Linked DNA regions of Cricetulus griseus: region 1 is linked to region 2. Evidence: chromatin contacts called from public Hi-C data. All regions are on one chromosome and are shown on one strand. The core of a region is the stretch at or near the end of the contact, and the rest is flanking DNA. Distances in the headings are between cores, read along the strand shown. Region 1 holds the start of LOC100758579 (eukaryotic translation initiation factor 1A). Region 2 holds the start of Atg12 (ubiquitin-like protein ATG12).

The links. Hi-C and Micro-C count contacts between places; a contact is called where the count stands out from the background.
Region 1: a Hi-C map of the CHO-K1 cell line shows a contact between it and region 2, with 5 times the contacts expected there. The contact joins the promoter of LOC100758579 here to the promoter of Atg12 in region 2. A contact is called at or near these places in 5 of 8 Hi-C or Micro-C datasets (the CHK-Q cell line, the CHL-YN cell line, the CHO-K1 cell line and 2 more).

Annotation. Positions count from the first base shown.
Region 1 is chr2:191,456,823-191,459,522 of CriGri-PICRH-1.0, reverse strand. LOC100758579 (eukaryotic translation initiation factor 1A) reads left to right here and starts at 1,293. Exons shown (of 2, transcript XM_027400863.2): 1 at 1,293-1,446. Tmed7 (transmembrane emp24 domain-containing protein 7) reads right to left here and starts at 1,196. Exons shown (of 3, transcript XM_027400862.2): 1 at 779-1,196. The coding sequence starts at 973.
Region 2 is chr2:191,322,608-191,325,307 of CriGri-PICRH-1.0, reverse strand. It overlaps Atg12 (ubiquitin-like protein ATG12), which reads right to left and starts at 1,273. Exons shown (of 5, transcript XR_004768345.1): 1 at 1,078-1,273. Ap3s1 (AP-3 complex subunit sigma-1) reads left to right here and starts at 1,603. Exons shown (of 5, transcript XM_035440151.1): 1 at 1,603-1,788. The coding sequence starts at 1,720.

The sequences.
Region 1 (2,700 bases), core at 44-2,543, 130 kb before region 2:
CAAGTCCTGTTGATTTTACCTATTGTTTTTCTCCTTCTGCACTATACTGAGTCTAAGCTATTATTGCTTCTTTTAAGAAGTATTTTTGTTATTTTCAATGATGTGTATGTGTGTGTCTGAAGAGGGTATGTGCACATGAGTGCAGAGGTCAGAGGTTGTTAGATCTCCCTGTAGCTCTAGTTACAGGTGACTGTGAGAGACCCAGCATTCAAGAGTTGCTGAAATATTAAATGAGCCTTTAACAAAAACTGTAGACTGTTTTAGACCATTTTAAGAAATCACACTGATGAAAAAAGTTCTTGCTTTACATTGGGAAGGGGCCTCTTGATTAATCACATTTTTTTTTTTACAACAGCTTTGACAGACGGTCTTTAAAAATCCTCTCACCGAGAGTTTCCAATCACGACCGCAGTTAACCAAGAGTCCCTGTGTCAGACAAAACCCAAACCCAAACCAAACCCCCAAAAGACCCGAAAAGATCATGGAGTTATATCAAATCTTATTAAATCGGCGTTGTGGATTACAGGAGTAGGGAGCCGGGCATTTGTGTGCAAGAACAGCTAAATAACAATAATAAATCACAATCTCTTAAAAAGAAGTTATTTAATAGGTCTTAAACTCAATGAATGACACCGGAGAATGTCACAGTCACAAGAAGCTTATCTGGAATTCACAAATAGTTTTTTCTTTAAGCTCTTAAAAGAAAGGCGAAAACCCTGCCTCCGCAACCGATGTGACTCTCAGGTTAGCCACCCACAGAGGCTGGGGCCCTTGGTACCTGGAACTCTAGGGTGCACTTGGTGCCCTGAGTGATGTCCTCGTAGAAGCATTGCTTGGCATTGTCAGGCAGCTCGAAGGTGATCTCGGAGGCGCCGCTCGGGCCCGACAGCAGCAGCAGCAGCAGCGGAAGCAGCAAGCATCCCCAACGGCCCGCGGCGGCCGCCCAACGCGGCGCCGACCCCGGCCGCGGCATCCCGGCAGCGCGGCGGCCTCAACGGAGCTGCGGGGCCTCGACGCGCGCAGCAGGCCCGGCCCCCACCGGCCCGCAAACCTCAGCGGTGCGTGCGACGAGGAGCGGGCGCCGGCTTCCCAAGAGACGCACTTACGGACCGGCGCCGCACTGGGAAGACCCGAGGGGCCGGGGTAGAGCCGGCAGGACAGCGGAGGAAGAGGCCTCGCTGACCGGAAGTACAGCGAGCGCCTAAGCGGAAGGGGCGGGGCCGGCTCCAGCGACCCGGATATGATATCCGGGGGCAAGGCGTTGGAGTGAGTACGTGGAAGCGCGCGAGGCCTCGGCGTTGCTTAGGCGGCCTCCTTGGACGAGGGGCGGGGCCCGCGCGGGAACTCCACGGGAAGGGGCGTGGCCGGCCGTTGCCTAGGAGGGGCGCGTCGTCTTGCTGCTCGCCGGGCTTCGCTGGTGAAGGGGTTCTGCTGCATTTTGTCACCGTGAGTACCGAGTTTGGGGACGCTCCGAGGGACTCTGAAGTGCTCATGGGGGGTGGACTAGTCGCCGGTGGTAGGGAGCTACGTAGTTTGCAGGAGGTTGTCTCATAAATTTTAGTAGTATTTGGAGGAGGCAGCTCAGGCAGAAAGCGCGTGTTCTCAGAGCTGAATACAAGACTGGGATTTCTAATCCCTGCTCTTTACCTCCCGGCCCTCTGTCTTAGTCTAAAGAGTGCTAATAGTACTGCCTAAGATAAACACATGATTATTACATGAGTTCATTATCTGGGAAAGGCATTTAGAAGAGTGGCCTGCACGTGGTAAGCACGAGCTAAGTTTCGGCTTAATAAAAACAAACATCTGTTGTGTACCCTTTATCAGGCCCCTTCCACCCAAAAGTGGTCATTGTGTCTGTCTATTGTACTGATTAGGGAGTTAAGGGTCCAACAACAGCAAAGTGACTGATTTGCCTGTGACCAACATGGCGTTTCTTGAAGTGCATTCATAATACATTTTGCCATTCGTCAGGTGTTCCTTTTTTCCTTTCCTTCTTTTTTTTTTGTTTTTGTTTTTTAGAAAAAGGCAGGGGTGGGCTTTCAGGCTGCGGGGGATTAATACAGGGGTTTTATGAGAAGGAAATAACAGGCAAAGTAAGAGTGAGGCCGGGTCTTGAGTTAGGGTGGGGTAGGACGGAAGTCTACTCTATGGCCTGGGGCAACCAAAGCTTCTGCGGTGACAAAGGAATGGAGGCCAAAGGTTACAGTGGAGACTACACCTTCCTGAGAGCCAGGCCAGAAACAAACACTATTTTGTTGTTGAGCGAAAGTAAAACTGAATTTGACAGTGAAAAATGTAGGTTCTGTTCTCTGTGATCTTGGACAGGTAATAGCTCTCTTTAAAACCAACCTCGGAGCTGGTAATGCAGCTCACCAGTAGAGCTTGTTCAAGGCCCAGGGTTGACTCATCAGCGCTGCAGGGATGGGTGTGGGAGGGAATTCAACGATGTAGACAGCGACTATACTGGACAGGCCATCTTCTTTCTTCATAAGATGACAATACAAATAAACAGGAAAGAAGGAGCAAGATAAAAAACTCAGTACAGTATGAGAGGTTTGTGAGGGAGGAAAGGGGAAATGATGTAACTAGAATCTCAAAAAATAGTAAAAAAAAAAATCAATGCACTATCACTTTTAATCACAATTAAGTATCACCAAACAGGCAAAAATTTTAAAATACAGCAATGCTGGACATTGTTGT
Region 2 (2,700 bases), core at 24-2,523:
ACCACTTTCAGCCTGATGCTTCCATCTTAAAGGAAACCTTTGAAAGTCAGCTCTAATACAGGTAACTGGGAAAAAAAAAAAAGGACCCCCGCCCCCCCCCCCCCAAGCTGATAGTGGTTATCTGTCCAAATAACTCAGTACAGCACATATACATGGCAGATTCCCTCCAAACACAGAGTCAGTCTGTTCTTTCTTTCTTGATGAGCTGGGAATTGAACCCCTGGACCTTTTATAGAATTCTACTACTGATCTACATCCCCTGGGAGCAGCGAAGGGAGAAAATTCTCCTCCTATGCAGCATAAACAAGCTGAGATAAGGAGCAGAAAACACAACCGGATCTACATTTAATGTCTCTGAAAGGAGAACAATTAAGGACAGGGCCTACCTTTCCCACTGATATATGTTTGCTGATTTTTCTTATAGCCAACTCTAACTTTACAGTGTTCAGGGAAAGTTAAACCAAATTTCGTTACTTTCCCGTGGCAAACGCATTCCTAACACAATACAGAAGCTGAGGACAGCTAGTTAAGGAAATTCATTGATGCACAAAGGCATGGCCCCCATCCCAAATAAAAAGTTACCAAAAAGGCAACACCTAAGCCTTTAGTTTTCCCTTAGCATTCTTCACAGCATCTAAAATTACAGTTTTTTTTTGTTTTAAGGAATGAATTTATATTCAGTTGGAGGAGGAAGCCAAGAGCGAACTCGTCAGAATTCGTGGATTGTAACCCACTTGTTGCTCCTGTCACCTTAAATTTTTATTTTAGCAGCTAGTCTTGTGTTAAGTACCCGGAGCTACCGAGATCTCACTTGGCTCCCACCTTCAAAGTGCAAGACTGACTACGTCAAAGACCAGACGCCGTAAAATGTGCGAAGGATGGCGAACCCGGGTACCACCCGGATCACCTAAGCACCCAAAAGGCGTCAACACCGGTAAGCACTTCTGCTCCATTTTAAGAGGCGCACACCCCGGGGATGCGCCTCTCTCTAGCTTTCGCTTCCTTATTTATGGGCCGCCACTGTCAGAAACGCTTTTAAGTCTCCTGCCTCCGCCCACAAACGGATGTTGACATTACTTTTTTTCTTGGTGTCACCGGGAGGTTCCTCCGTCCCCGGCGAGACTGCGGCCGAAGACGGGGGCTCTGGGGTGGCTGTTTCCGGGGAGAGCTCCGAAAGGCTCTCGCCGCCGGCCGCGGCCGCTGAAGAAGGGAGCTGCAGCACGGCCTCAGGATCTTCCGCCATCTTGCTCGCAGGGAGTCGATGGCGGAAGTGACGTACCCGGAGCAGAGGGTGGGCCCGGCTCCACGGAGGGTCTCAAAGCAGGCACCGGGAGGGAGCTCTGGTCAACAGTGAACTGAGGACGTCTGGAGAGCAGTACACATACATGATCTGTTGGAAACACAGCATTTCATATAGTACCGAGTGTCACCTAGTCGCGGGGAGCTTCGGAGTGCTTCCGTGACGAGCCTCCGTGCACCACCAGATGAGCAAGTACCCCCGCCTTCCACAAGTTGGCTCGGACCCGGAGACGCTTCCGTTTCCTTCTGGCCTGCCCCGCCCAGGTCCCGCCTCCAGGCCCCGCCCCACAGCGCGGGAGCGCGCGCGCGCGTGCGGGAGGGGGCGGGTGGGGAAGCCGTGGCAGCAAGCTCCCGGAGGCGAGGCTCGCGCGCCCGCCCCCGCCCTGGCCCCAGCGCCCACCCGGTCGGCCCGGCCCAGCCATGATCAAGGCCATCCTCATCTTCAACAACCACGGGAAGCCACGGCTCTCCAAGTTCTACCAGCCCTATGTGAGTATGGCCCTGCCGCGGACCCGGGAGAGGGCGAGCGCCGGCGCAGGACAGCGCCCAGCGGCTTCCACAGAACGACCCTCGCGACGCCGCGGCCCTCCCCGCGTCCGACTCTTCGCCCCGCCGCCTGTCAGCTCGGGCGGTGGGAGCCGCTTGCCACTCCCCGCCGGCAGCTCGCCGTCTGTGGGCGAGGCGGTTTGTCCGCCGCGAGGGGCGCTGCCCACCTGCCCGGCACCTCATCCCCACACGGCGGCCGAGCCACTGTTTCCTGTCGGGCGCCCCAGCCCCGGCTCCTGGTCCCACTCCCCGTCGCCCAGCCTGGCCAGGTGGATTGCTTTCTGTCGGTCGGGGACAGATGGGCCACAGTGTCCGCCCTAATCCCCTGCGAGCTCAGCAACTTTGGCTCGCCGCACGCCCTGGCTAGTGTGTTCAGGGTGTTTCCATATGGAAGCATCTGAAGCCCCGTGTGGAAGAGATTAAGTGGGGACCTGACGTTGCTGTGGGCTTTTAACCTACTCTGAATTTACTCTTGAAATAACTGGCAGCGTGAGCCGTTGACCCATCAGAGTCAACTATTTCATTTTGGTGAGGCTTTTCCTGTTTAAACCAAAACATAAGGGCATTTGCTCTGAGTTTTAGTTTAAACGAAATAGCATGTGTGAAAGTTCTCTTCTAGAACTGTGAACATTGTTTAATATTGCTAGGAGCAGATGACTTTAAAGTCGCGAAGATAATTGATAAATGATCGAGGAGAGGTAATAGGTTCCTATGCCTTACCTGAGGGCAAAACTCATACTAGGTCATGTGCCGAGCTGTCATTTGTAGGGTGAATGTGAGCTCTGTAGCTGTTGTGCTGTCTTGGGGCGTTTTGCTTATAGCCAGACATGGACTTTGAATTTAGTTTTGAAAATG